Linked DNA regions of Sus scrofa: all the other regions are linked to region 1. Evidence: chromatin contacts called from public HiChIP or PLAC-seq data. All regions are on one chromosome and are shown on one strand. The core of a region is the stretch at or near the end of the contact, and the rest is flanking DNA. Distances in the headings are between cores, read along the strand shown. Region 1 has its middle 87 kb from the start of CALM1. Region 2 overlaps NRDE2 (protein NRDE2 homolog). Region 3 overlaps NRDE2 (protein NRDE2 homolog). Region 4 overlaps TTC7B (tetratricopeptide repeat protein 7B).

The links. HiChIP or PLAC-seq counts read pairs in DNA pulled down with a chosen protein or histone mark.
Region 2: an H3K27ac HiChIP or PLAC-seq map of alveolar macrophages shows a contact between it and region 1. The contact joins two enhancer-like sites. A contact is called at or near these places in 1 of 47 Hi-C or Micro-C datasets (embryonic fibroblasts) and 1 of 2 datasets of contacts at active chromatin or transcription factors (alveolar macrophages).
Region 3: a contact with region 1 is called in an H3K27ac HiChIP or PLAC-seq map of alveolar macrophages. The contact joins two enhancer-like sites. A contact is called at or near these places in 1 of 47 Hi-C or Micro-C datasets (embryonic fibroblasts) and 1 of 2 datasets of contacts at active chromatin or transcription factors (alveolar macrophages).
Region 4: an H3K27ac HiChIP or PLAC-seq map of skeletal muscle shows a contact between it and region 1. The contact joins two enhancer-like sites. A contact is called at or near these places in 2 of 2 datasets of contacts at active chromatin or transcription factors (alveolar macrophages and skeletal muscle).

What each region holds. Positions count from the first base shown.
Region 1 is chr7:112,246,381-112,249,347 of Sscrofa11.1, reverse strand. No RefSeq gene overlaps it. Among named protein-coding and RNA genes, the nearest start is that of CALM1, 87 kb to the right of the region's middle. Within about 2 kb of position 1,542, at least 60 of the 83 cell types and tissues checked have an H3K27ac peak or open chromatin away from gene starts, as enhancers often do. A contact at or near this core is called in alveolar macrophages and skeletal muscle, where this site is marked.
Region 2 is chr7:112,052,398-112,055,364 of Sscrofa11.1, reverse strand. NRDE2 (protein NRDE2 homolog) reads left to right here. Exons shown (of 14, transcript XM_021099603.1): 9 at 357-535; 10 at 2,698-2,967. Among named protein-coding and RNA genes, the nearest start is that of PSMC1, 26 kb to the right of the region's middle. Within about 2 kb of position 1,449, at least 3 of the 83 cell types and tissues checked have an H3K27ac peak or open chromatin away from gene starts, as enhancers often do. A contact at or near this core is called in alveolar macrophages, where this site is marked.
Region 3 is chr7:112,072,631-112,075,597 of Sscrofa11.1, reverse strand. NRDE2 (protein NRDE2 homolog) reads left to right here. Exons shown (of 14, transcript XM_021099603.1): 3 at 1-144. Among named protein-coding and RNA genes, the nearest start is that of NRDE2, 17 kb to the left of the region's middle. Within about 2 kb of position 1,372, at least 2 of the 83 cell types and tissues checked have an H3K27ac peak or open chromatin away from gene starts, as enhancers often do. A contact at or near this core is called in alveolar macrophages, where this site is marked.
Region 4 is chr7:112,412,468-112,415,434 of Sscrofa11.1, reverse strand. All of the region lies in intron 5 of TTC7B (tetratricopeptide repeat protein 7B), which reads left to right. Among named protein-coding and RNA genes, the nearest start is that of TTC7B, 110 kb to the left of the region's middle. Within about 2 kb of position 1,469, at least 12 of the 83 cell types and tissues checked have an H3K27ac peak or open chromatin away from gene starts, as enhancers often do. A contact at or near this core is called in alveolar macrophages and skeletal muscle, where this site is marked.

The DNA.
Region 1 (2,967 bases), core at 293-2,792:
TTGCCGTGAGCTGTGGTGTAGGTCACAGATGTGGCTTGGATTTGGCATCACTGTGGTCTAGGCCGGCGGCTACAGCTCCCATTGGACCCCTAGCCTGGGAACCTCCATATGCCATGGGAGCGGCCCTAAAAAGACAAAATAATAATAATAATAATAGCTCTGATGTATTATGCACTTTGTCCTTGCCTGGCACTGCTCTAAGAATTTTATATCTACTAACTCATTTAATCTACTCCCCAAACCTGCGAGGTGGGTATTTTCATTACCCATTTTGCAGTGGAGGAAAGTGAGGAACAGGAGGTTTCTGTTGGTGGCCAGGCGTTAGCAAGGGGCAGAGCGTTAGTTCATGAAGGCTCCCGTGTACCCCATACTCCTGCCAGTAGTAAGAGAAACATTTCTAATCTTGTCATAATCTAAAGGAAGAAAACAAGAAAATCTCATCGTTGCTTTATTTTCATTTTTGTTACGGATGAAGTCGATTTCCATCCTCCGCCATCCTTTTTATGACTGTTTTTTTATTTTTGGCCATGCCCGCCGCATACAAAAGTTCCAGAGATCAAACCTGTGTCACAGCAGTGACAACACCAGGTCCTTAACCTGCCAAGCCACCAGGGAACTCCCAAAGCCTTTCTACGAATTCTTTTAGGAGTTGTTTCTCGTGTCTTTTCCGCATGCATCTTTGTATTGATTTGTAGTGGCTTCACACACTGCATGAATCAGCCACTGGTCATTAGCTGCCTGCCCCCGCGTAAACAGTGAGGCTGTGGGGAGAGGGGCTGCTGCCCTCCTTGGATGCCCAACCAGGCAGAGCCTGGTACAGAGCAAGCTCCTCATGGTTCAAAAGGGAGGCTGGGGGCTCCCAGCACAACTTGTTTATCATCGATTCTTTTTTCATCTTTTTAGGGCCACACCCGCAGCCTATGGACGTTCCCAGGCTAGGGGTCTACTCGGAGCTTCAGCTGCCGACCACACCACAGCTCACGGCAACACCAGATCCTTAACCCACTGAGCGAGGCCAGGGATTGAACCCGCAGCCTCTTGGTTCCTAGTCGAATTCATTTCCGCTGCTCCACGACAGGAACTCCTATCATTGATTCTTAACTCTTAACCTGAAATGACAGCTCCCTCTGTCTGGGGAGTTGGGTGGGTTTACAGAATGAACGTTCTCAGACTCCCAGATGGCCAAGCAAAGCAGGGAGGGTGCAGCCCCTTGCTACAGATGAGGAAACTGAGGCCCAGGGCTGCTTCATGGAGTACCGAAGCATTCGTGTCCAAGACTGACCTCGCGCCCCCTGCTGCCTTGGTCCAAGCCTCGCCCTGCTCCATCTCTGACTGACAGGCATGACAGGATGAAGGGGGTAGGGTTTCCTGCCCGTAAAGGATGTGAGGACGCAGCTGCCGGCGGCCCCAGCCTGCACATGGCAGGTCCTGCACCCACCGCTGTCACCTGCCTGCTGGCCTGGCCCTGCCTCTCTGAGCGCTCCCAGCTGGGGCCGAGCTGGAAGGGGAGCAGAGGGCTGGGCGGTTGCACAAAGGCCCCTTTGTGCCCGTTGCTAGGGCCTGGCTGTATTTACTCAGCCTCGGTAAACAGGAGGTGCCTGGAGGCCCGCTCTGTTATGACAACTCAGAGAGCGTGTTCTTTCCTTCCTGAGGCCGCGCAACCCCCAGCGGCTGTGGGGTGGTTCCCCACAGCAGAGGGGCTTCCCCGGGGCTGAGCTGCAGTGTCCTTGTCACACACGAGCTGGGCTGGAGGGCCTTTGAGAGGTCACTCAGCTCAGCACCTCGAGCTTCTGATGGGGATGCTGAGGCCCCGAGGGCTGGAGGTGGGGAGGGCCTGGCCCAAGGTCACAGGGGAGGGGTTGGCCAGATGGGCCTGGTCCTGAGGTCCTGTCCTCTGCACAGGCCTGATTTCTCCACCTGTCCCTTGCATGCTGGTCATCTGCAGTGGGCTCAGTCCCCAAGTCCCGCCACCTTCCCGTCATCCCTGGGGCGTGGGGCGGGGAGGGTTGCCCACTCGCCCCAGGGTCCCCAGGACCAGGCCCCCCGGAGATAGACTACAACCCAAACCACAGTTATCTTTAAGGATCTCCATGTCTTACCAAACCAAGATCCATCAAGATAGGGTTATAAGAAGCATGGTGTTATTTTTAATGTGTACAATTCATAAAATGCCTCTTTGAATACCCCACGCCCCCTCGCCCCCAGGGCAATACCATAGTGAGGGTTACAAGCTGGTTATAGGGTTTATTTTCCACATCCACACACTTGGGGGCCACGGGGGGTGCATCCAGTGATGGGACCTCCCTGGTGGCTATGAAATGAACTTGATTTCACCCTGCAGACTCCTCGGTCACGCCCAAGGCCGTCAGCTCCTTCAGAGAGAATATCAAACGGCTACCTTTGAGGCCCTGGGTGCACGAGAGGCCTCCCGTGACGGGCCCAGCCCAAGGTGGCCAGCAGCCAGAGCTTCTCTGTGACCTTCAGCCGGGGCCGCCCGCCCAGCTCCTTCCTCCAGGGGAAGGCAGGCTGAGCTCTGGGCCCTGCCTCCCCCACCCCGAGGTCCCTGTTCGGCCTCACCTCACACAGGGAGCCCAGGAGGGCTGAGGTGGGGACTCTGGGGGCCAGAAGCTGATTTAGGGGGATACGTACAACTCCTGAGCAGGTGCCTAATGGGCTTCCAACAGGCCCGGTGCGCCTCCTGGCCTGAGCCCGGCCGGCCCCTCCTGCCCACACCCCAGGCTTCACAAACAAAGGCCCTGTGTACCTTGGCCTTCAGGACGCTCACGCAGGGAATCCTTTGGGGAACAGAGTGGATTTCCTCAAAGCTGGGGGCGGGTCATCTGGGGAGGCCTCTTGACCTCAGGATCACCCCACCCTGGCAAACAGCCCCACTGCTCAGGGCCAGGCCCTGAGCTTGCCGCAAGCCTGGCCCAGTGTTCTGTACAGAGCCAGCCCAGGCTCTCGGCC
Region 2 (2,967 bases), core at 200-2,699, 190 kb after region 1:
GGCCCTAAAAAGATTAAAAATACGACTAATAAATTAGTTGAAGTAAAACTAGACATTCATTTATTCCACCAGCTCATTCCAGGTGCCCAGTGAGTCACATGCAGCTAGTAGCTACCACATTAGCACAGCTTTAGAATATTTCACCCGTCTGATTTCACCAGCTCACCTGCTGTTTTTTTCCCTGAGAACTTGATTATAGGAAAGTCCCTAAATGCCAGTGAGTCTGGGCCTGGCTCTTGCTCATCTTGGCATTCCAGGTACCCAGCCCTGTGGCTGGCAGAGCAGGTAGATTTAAAGGTTGATGATGGTTCTCTTTGCTGGTTAGTTGCACTGGAAAGTTTTATTCTTGCTTTTAGATGATGATGATGATGATGAACCAGAAGATGACGACCAGGAAATTAAAGATAAGACTCTGCCCAGGTGGCAGATCTGGCTTGCTGCTGAGCGGTCCCGGGACCAGAGGCACTGGCGGCCGTGGCGCCCTGATAAGACCAAGAAGCAGACGGAGGAAGACTGTGAGGATCCAGAGAGACAGGCGAGTACCGGCCCTCCCCCCGGCTGCCAGGGCTTGCTCTTCCCACATTCCTGCTGGGCTTTGGGTCCCTGAAAGGAGGCAGCTGGGCTCTCGGAGCACCTGCCTGGCTTGGGAGATGCTGGCCTGCTTCTGTCTACACAAATCGCCCTCTTACCGAAAACCAGAGTAGGTTTCCCTGGCTGCTGGTGGTGGGGGGAGCGTAGAGGTGCTAGACCTGATCCTTTCTGTCTCCAAGGAGGAGGGTCGGCTCTTGTGTGGTCGCTTCTCTGGAGATGGTCTTCCAGGCTGTTGAGTTAATTTTTCCCACCGAAGCCTGAGGGCTCAGGGTTTGAAAATTCAAAATCACTGTCCTGGATGCTTTTCCTACCCACTCTTGGATCCCTGAGGATGTGTGGGTGGGTTTGACTCTGGAAATCAAGAGATACAAGAGGTGGAGGCCAGGTCGGGACAGGTGGTGTACGGCTCGTCATGCTGGGGAGGAACTAGCGTTTTCTGGGGACCTGCTACTTGGTGCCTAGCGGTCAGCAGCTCCGGAGGCTTTACATGAAAATAAAGGGCTTCTACATTGATACTTGTAATTGAGCCACTCTGACAAGATACCAGCTACACTTGACTCTGGAACAATGACCCCCGAGCCGTCAAAAACCCCTTTCTAATTTTGCAGGCGACCCTCCGTATCCACGGTTCCACAGCCGCGGATCCAGCCACCCGTGGGTCTCGTGGTCCTGTGGTACCTATTTACTGAAAACACTCAGGTGTGAGTGGGCCTGCCCAGTTAACACCTGTGCTGTTTAAGGGTCCACTGTGTGCTGCTTGGCATGGGACAGGTCACAGGTGCAGACTGAGGTTGTACAGCAGCGAGGCCGTGAGCTTTGATGTGCTTGCTCCCCACCAGTCACGTGCCGGGAGGGTGGGGATTGTTCCCTTTCTCTTCACTGCTGAGTCACCCGTGCCTGGATGACACTGCCCTGTGCTGAGCACTCGGTTAATAGCCCTGGAGGTTGAGTGAATCTTTGATGCCGGAGCTTTGGCTTGAGGCAGAGGGGTCAGCACGAGTGAAGGCTCCCGAGGGCCTGGATACGGTGGCTAGACGACAAGTAGGATACAGGATTGGGAAGAAGGAAAAAAGTGGCCTCGGGGCAGGAAGGAGGGACCAGCCTTCGGGGGAGATTCGAGAGCTCACGGAAGCCAGTCAGCACCTGAGCTTCCTGCCCAGCCGAACTGAAGGTTCGGGAAGAGTGGGTGGCATTTATCTTTGGTGTTCGAGGGTTCTACAGAGTTCGTGGTTGCCCTTCAGAAGTTAGTTCTCAAGGCTCAGCATTTTGGGGGGTTTTCTAGAAGCCTGTTTTGGGAGCAAGCTACTGCTGTGAACTATTTCTTAGATTTTTTTTTTTTTTCTAGTCAAAGCCTGGAGGAGAAGAGTGTTCTGATTAATTGACGGTTTTGATAAGTTGAGTCCCAGGTGGTCCAGTTTATTATGCTTGTGTTTTGATTTCCTCTTTGCTGAGGGCCACAGAGACCAGTCAGGTAAGCAAGACCTGGGACATAGTGTAGTTTCTGTGGCCTTCGATTTTAAAGTTATTACGTGAAATCAGCTGCGAATGTTACAGTTAGTGTCAGGCCCTTATAATTACTCTCAACAGGGTCCATTGCTCCCGCAGTTTCCTTCTTACCTTGCTGCTGTTTGTGTATTTTCAAGCATATTTTTCATTTCCTGAAGCAGTTTTATACAAAGAAACCACAAAATAGTAAGGTTCTTATCTCCTACCTTAAAAATTAAAAAATTGCACAACCACAACCTACCACAGTAACTATAAAAGCAGTTATGTGTGTTCTCAGAAGTGAGTGTGATTCTAGATTTTCTTTGAATCCGTGAGGCTACTTTGGAAGTTTCCGCTTTGGTCCTCCCTCCTCCGGAGGATCCCCAGGAGGGGTGTGGGTGCTGCCGGCACTGCAGGACTCCCGGCACTTACCCTCCCACCTCAGCTCGCCTTTGGAGGCCTCTAGCTTTTTTGCATCTTGCAGAAGAAACCTACGTTCTGTCTGTTTAAAATGTAATTTGAATAATGTTAACTCGTTAGTACATCCGTATAAAAAGAACTGTGGGAAAACCTGAAGGTTTGTTTGTTGCATTATGTCACTTGACTTTGTCTTCATTGCAGGTGTTGTTTGATGATATTGGGCAGTCTCTGATCCGACTTTCCAGCCCGGATCTTCAGTTTCAGCTGATCTCGGCCTTTCTGCAGTTCTTGGGTGTGCCTTCTGGCTTTAGCCCTCCAGCCTCTTGCCTCTATCAGGCCATGGATGAAAACAGCATCTTCGATAATGGACTTTATGATGAAAGGCCCTTGACTTTCCTCAACCTTTCATTTTCTGGCATCAGCTGTGTCGGCCGCACGGACCAGTTAGGTTGCCGGCGCTGGACCAGGGGT
Region 3 (2,967 bases), core at 123-2,622, 170 kb after region 1:
GAAAAGGAAGCATCAGCACCACAAGAAAACCAAGAGAAAACGTGGGCAGTCAAGCAGCAGTGGATCCGAGTCAGATACTGATTCTGAAAAGGACAAACCTTCCAGAAGCATCAGAGATGGAAACAAGGAATCAGAGAAACCAAAGTAGGTTTTCTCTTCTCAAAAACCTGTGATTTTTCATATCTTGAATTATTTCTCCCTTGATTGTTGGTGATAAGTTAGACATTTGAGTGAATATTTAGCCGCTCAATCAAAATAGAGTCAATAAATACCTTAGTAAAGCTGGGAAAAAGCAGAAAGAGCCCTACCATTAGGTCAACCTAAGAAAAGAAAACTTTCATTTTAAAAAAAGAATAAGGCCATGATTTTATTTGAGAAATATTGCTGAGGCACAGTAACGATTGTGTCAAAATCTGGTTCAGGCAAAAAGTATATAGGATTTTTGGAAGATAGAGAATGTGCCACTTGCTGGGCATATGGGCTAGTTCACTACTTAGTTTTACATGCATTTATTTATTTTTTATTTTTAAAATTTTATTTTTTAAGGTTTTAACACATTTATTTCGATGTTTTAAAATTTTTAAAACATTAAAAAAAATTTTTATTTATTTCTTTTGGCCATGCCAGTGGCATGTGGAAGTTCCCAGGCTAGGTATCGAACAGCAGAGACAATGCTAGATCCTTAACCCGCTGTGCCACAAGGCAGCTCCTTACATGCCTTCATAAAGAATGAGAAAAATGTCTTTCTCTTTCTTGACATGTCTTCCTTTCAGTCACCCACATTAAAACCCCTGTTGTATTGGGAGTTCCTATTGTGATTCAGCGGTAATGAACCCAGCTAGTGTCTGTGGGGACGCAGCTTCGATTCCTGGTCTCGCTAAGTGGTTGAGGATCTGGCGTTGCCGTGAGCTGTGGTGTAGGTTGCAGATGTGGCTCGGATCCCAAGTAGATGTGGCTGTTGTGTAGGCCGGCAGCAACAGCTCCAATTTGACCCCTAGCCTGCCAACTTCCGTATACCTCAGGCACTGACCTAAAAAGACAACCCCCGCCCCCCGCCCCGAGTTTGCTCCTGCATGTGCTTGCCTGCGCACTCTCTCTCTGGTTAAGGTTGATGTAGCACTTAAAATAATCATTGCTTTTGTCCTTATTTCACAGCTGTTTAGAATCACTGGGTTGGAGGTACAGAATGGCTCATGACCACCTACTTCCTTTCCTTGGGGGTTTTCTTTCTCCCCGTGTTTCGCTTGTCTGCCCTGGGCATAGCGTTCACGGCGTTCTGTAGATCTGGTCAGTGCAGGTGCTGAGTGATAGCTTTTCCTCTCTGCTAAGTCTGACCTCCTCCTGCGTAGGAGGCACTGTCCCATGTGTGTGACTCGCGGTATGTGGTGAAACTGCTTGAGTCATTCCTCAATTAACTTTTTTCTTTCCTTCGTTCATGTGGTCTAGAAGAGAGGAAATTTAAGTACCCGTTCGAGGCATACTTTAATAAATTTAGTGCTGTTAAGATTTTTATGACCCTTCAGGGCTTATTTGCTTTAGTTATGTGCTTATGAGTCCCACTGATGTTGGAGTTTCCATCAGAGGCAGACAACGTGGTCTGCTGGGATCCCTTTGTTATCAGATCAGCATTGGAGAACCACAGGCCTCTGTGGCTCAGAGGATCCAGATTTATTTAGCTCTGTCTGCGTCTCAGGTGCTGTGCCTGTAACCCTAGAAGAAGGAAAAATAAAGGAGTCTAGCAGAAAGATTCTGAATTTGACTGAATTTCTGTGGCAGAGCCACTCCTCCCTTCTTACCTTTGTATGCTCTTCCCCACCAGAGGTTAACGTAGGTCCTGATGTGTAATAAACTCTCAGTACATTTTTGTTCTGTGAATGAATGGATGAGTAGATCATTGATTCTTATTAGTATGTCTTCAAAGCAAATGCATAATCGTTGTGTGTTGTGAAGACTCATCTTTAACTATTTGTCTTTTTTTTTTTTTTTTTTGCTGAGGAAAATGAGTTTTATAGGATTTCCTGAAACTGTACCAGAACTACCATAAGAACTTGAAAGAGTAATTTTCAGCCTGTGCTTAACCACATCAGAAGTGATCTTTACAGTCTCTCGATAGTTTTATAATCTAGGTAGCACTTTTTTTTTTTTTTTTTTTTTTTTTAAGGGCTGCACCTGAGGCATGTGGAGGTTCCCAGGCTAGGGGTCAAATTGGAGCTACAGCTGCTGGCCGACACCACAGCCACAGCAACATCAGATCTGAGCCGCATCTTCAACCTACACCACAGCTCACAGCAACGCTGGATCCTTAACCCACTGAGTGGGGCCAGAGATCAGACCCATGTCCTCATGGATACTAGTCCATTTCCTTACCACTGAGCCATGACAGGAACTCTGATCCAAAGGCACTTTTAAGTTTGTTGATGTTTTGTAGAGTATCCCCATTAAGATTAGGGTGGGTTGTTCTTGTCTTTGTCTTTGACTTTCTTACTGTTCACTTCTGTAGCCTTTTCCTGGGAAGGTGACCTGGAAGAGTTGTTTGTTTCTGCACAGACAAGGACTAAGACATTAGTGAGTTGTGTCTTCTGTGATATCAGGAAAGCGGTGTTGGGTGTGTGGCCAGCAGGGTGGAGGGGGTTGTGTACCATATGGGGCTCTTATTCAGGGTCATCGGGGGACAGCTTCCCCAGAGACCATAGCTTCTTGCGACCTTCATTTCCTAGGATGAGCTCTTCACTGTCAGGTGCAGGTCCTTCCCTGTGCAGCCCGGACCACATCCCGCTTCCCGACTGCAGTACCCAGTAGGGGAGGGATGAGGGCCTCTTACTCTCCAGCGGTGGTCTGCAGCAGGCCCTTCCTCCCCCCTTCCCCTAGCTGGCTTTCCTTTTCTTTCTGGAATGTGTCCATCCCTTTCTCTCCCTTTGCTGCCCTTTTTGATTTTTGTCATCAGAAAACCCTGCACAGTTGTTTCGA
Region 4 (2,967 bases), core at 220-2,719, 170 kb before region 1:
TTGATACTGATTTACGTGCATTGATGGCCTGGGCCAGACGTTGAGGTTAGAAGATAATTTGGAAGGACAAGTTAAGGGGGGAGAATTGTATTTCCCACTCTGTCCCCCCCCAAAGGAATGTAAAAATATAAATATATTGAGTTTGCTGTGGAGGCAGCTGCCCATCGCAAGGCAAATTGGTTCTCCAGGCTCCGAGTCTCTCCCAGCCTTGGTTTTCCATCTCGATTTTAACTTCGGATCTCTGGCTTCCTTCCCGTATCCATTTCCCCCTTGGTTTGCTAGTGCGGAGACACCAGTGACAGCACTAAAAAGCTGAGAATGTGGTTCAAAGGCACAGAACAGAATAAGCAGGCACTGCTGTAGGTTTGTATGTAAAAATGTACGTTTCAGAAACCAGCCTTCGAAAATGCGGCTTTCAGGGCCCAAGAGTCAAATGCTGGCCAGCCAGTGCCCCTGGGTGTCCTTAGGAAGTCATGCTTCTGCACTGACCTAAGGGCCAGCAGGCAAGGCGCTGAAGGAGGAGGCTCAGGAGGAGGATGAAGAAATCAGATTGAAAAGGGAGGAGAGAAAACAACATGGAAGTGGTCAAGAGAAGCAGGACTGCGGGTGGGCTTTCCTGCCCAGGACGGAGCAGGAGGTTGCTCAGGTTTGCAGCAGAGCAAGGCTGAGGGATGCGGGCCTCCGCTCTCCCTGCTGGAGGGGGGACAGATAGTGGCAGGTCTTGCCTGCCCATCAGGCTGAACAGCCGGCTGGTGCTCAGGGGACTCGCAGGCCCTGTCTCCCCTGGGTAACAGCTGAGCTGTTGGGAACCGGTCCACGTGGAGGGACCTGCACCCAACTCGGGAAGCTTGCTGGAGCGAGGTGCAGGAGGTGCACCCCGAATTCCGACAGCTTGCCAGTGCCGGCAAGGACCTTCCTTTTGAGAATAGTTTGCCATAGTGAATTCTGAAATGGAATCAATGACCTCATGTCAAGGGGCTGCGGAAACCCTCCAAACGGGGGAAATTCCTTGGCTCTCTCCTCTTCAGTTTGGAGTGGCGTTTTAAAGCAACAGATCATTTTAGGCCTGGGTCTCAGCATGGCAAGAATAAACTCATAGTTGAGAGACATGAAAGCAATCATGTGGCTTTTGTTTATTTCCCTCAAATCGGGGTGTTTCGTAGCATTTAGAATGTAATGCTTGCAAGTTCTTTTCTTTTTTTGTTCCATTCTATCGTGATTCTCCATCTAGCTTAAGGAAAAAAAATTTTTTCTGCTGTCATGGCAACAGTGGAAGTGACGACTTGAATAAAATTATGTGACTGAAAAAAAAAAAAAAAAGCATGGGTGGTATAGGAGTTGCTGAGAATTGTATGCTTTTGCATTTAGGACACTTTTTCCCTTTTCTTATATTTAAAATGTGCAGTCTCTCCCCTCCAGTGCCTTCTCCCTCCGGTTGTCACATTGCTCTGGGGCTGGACAGGCCACCTCGGCTTGGTCCTGACGGTGGCACACTTATTTGACTAGTGCAGCCCGAGGCCTTCCGAGCCTTCCTTGTGGTTCCTGAGGAGCCTTTGTTTACCAGCAGGATTCTTCCCAGCTTCAAGAAGAATTTGATTCTGAATCCTAAGCTCTTCCCAGAAACAAACTGGAAACCGTTTGAGGAAAACTTGCCTTTGCCTCAAAGGCAGCGTGCGGTGCCTTGGGAGCGCGCCCTGCGTCCCTCCTGGTTTGGCCTCTCCTGGGTGGCATCCCCTCAGTCACAGGGACTTCCTCCAGCCGCCACCAGAGGGCCTCAGTCCTGCGCGGGAGAAACTGCCTTGGCCTTAGAGGGGAGTGGACTCTCCCCATCAGTTCTCAGTTAGGGCCTCTGAGGCCTCATCTGCAGACCCCAGGCTGCTTCACTTGGGCCAGCTGATTTTCCTTTCCAATTTTGAACCGGTTCCTAGGAGTGTCTCAGTAGCTGGGACCACCTGTATGCATCAGATTTGGATTGGATATACACTTTCATTTGCATATTAATGACGTAAACCCTAGACCTGAGCGTCCATATTTTGTTTTCTTCTTGGGTTGCATGTCCCTTTGAGAGTTCACATCTCTTTTGTCAGGAAGGTGGTGGGTATGGTTGGAAGCTCCCAGCTTGCCCTCTCACTGGCCGTGTGAACCTGGGCAGGCCGTTTCTCTCCAGGGTTGCAATGGACTAAGTTGTGTTGGATCATTATAGCTAGAAAATTCGGTGCATCTGTAACTGGATGTGTTTCTCATTCCACAAGGAAGGCACGGGAGACCTTCCGAATGGCCACTTGCTATCTGGTAGCCTTCCCTGAGTTATAACATTGGGATTTGAAACTACCCCCTCCAGGCCTAATTTCCACCCTGTTTGAACAACCCTTTAAACTGGGTCTCCAACGACATGGTCCCAGTCCTACCCTTACTGCATACGGTTGAAAATGCCATGCTTTTAGTACATAGTAGGCGCTTAAGCTGCGATCCTGGAGTGACATCAGCCCAGTCCTTCCTCCCCTCCCTTTTCCAGCCGTAGCTGTTTCCTTCGCCTCATGTTCCCTAAGAGAACTGAGCTTCAGTCCAAAGCCAGTGAACACGGATGCCGTAAAAACAAATGCAGGGGAGAGCAGCAGAGATCGCGCGTCCCAGAGCCTGTTACCTAATTTTGATTCATGTCCCCTTTGGTGCTGCCCGGAGTCCTGAGCCCAAGCTTCTCTTTTTATGCCACCGTAAAGCTTCTGATCTGATATCATCTGCTATGTGTGGGTGAGAGGAATATGGGCGTATTTCTGTAGCTCTGCCAGCAAAGCGTTCCCTTCAAGTTCTGGGGCTGTTCTTGTGAATGAGAGTCCTGGGATGTCATGTAGGTATAAGATACGAAGTAATAGCCCTTGTGAGTGCTCGTAACATACAGAACCCACATTCAGTTTGATTTAATACTTTCGTGCCATTTAAAATGTCATCCAAGAAGAGAGCCGAATA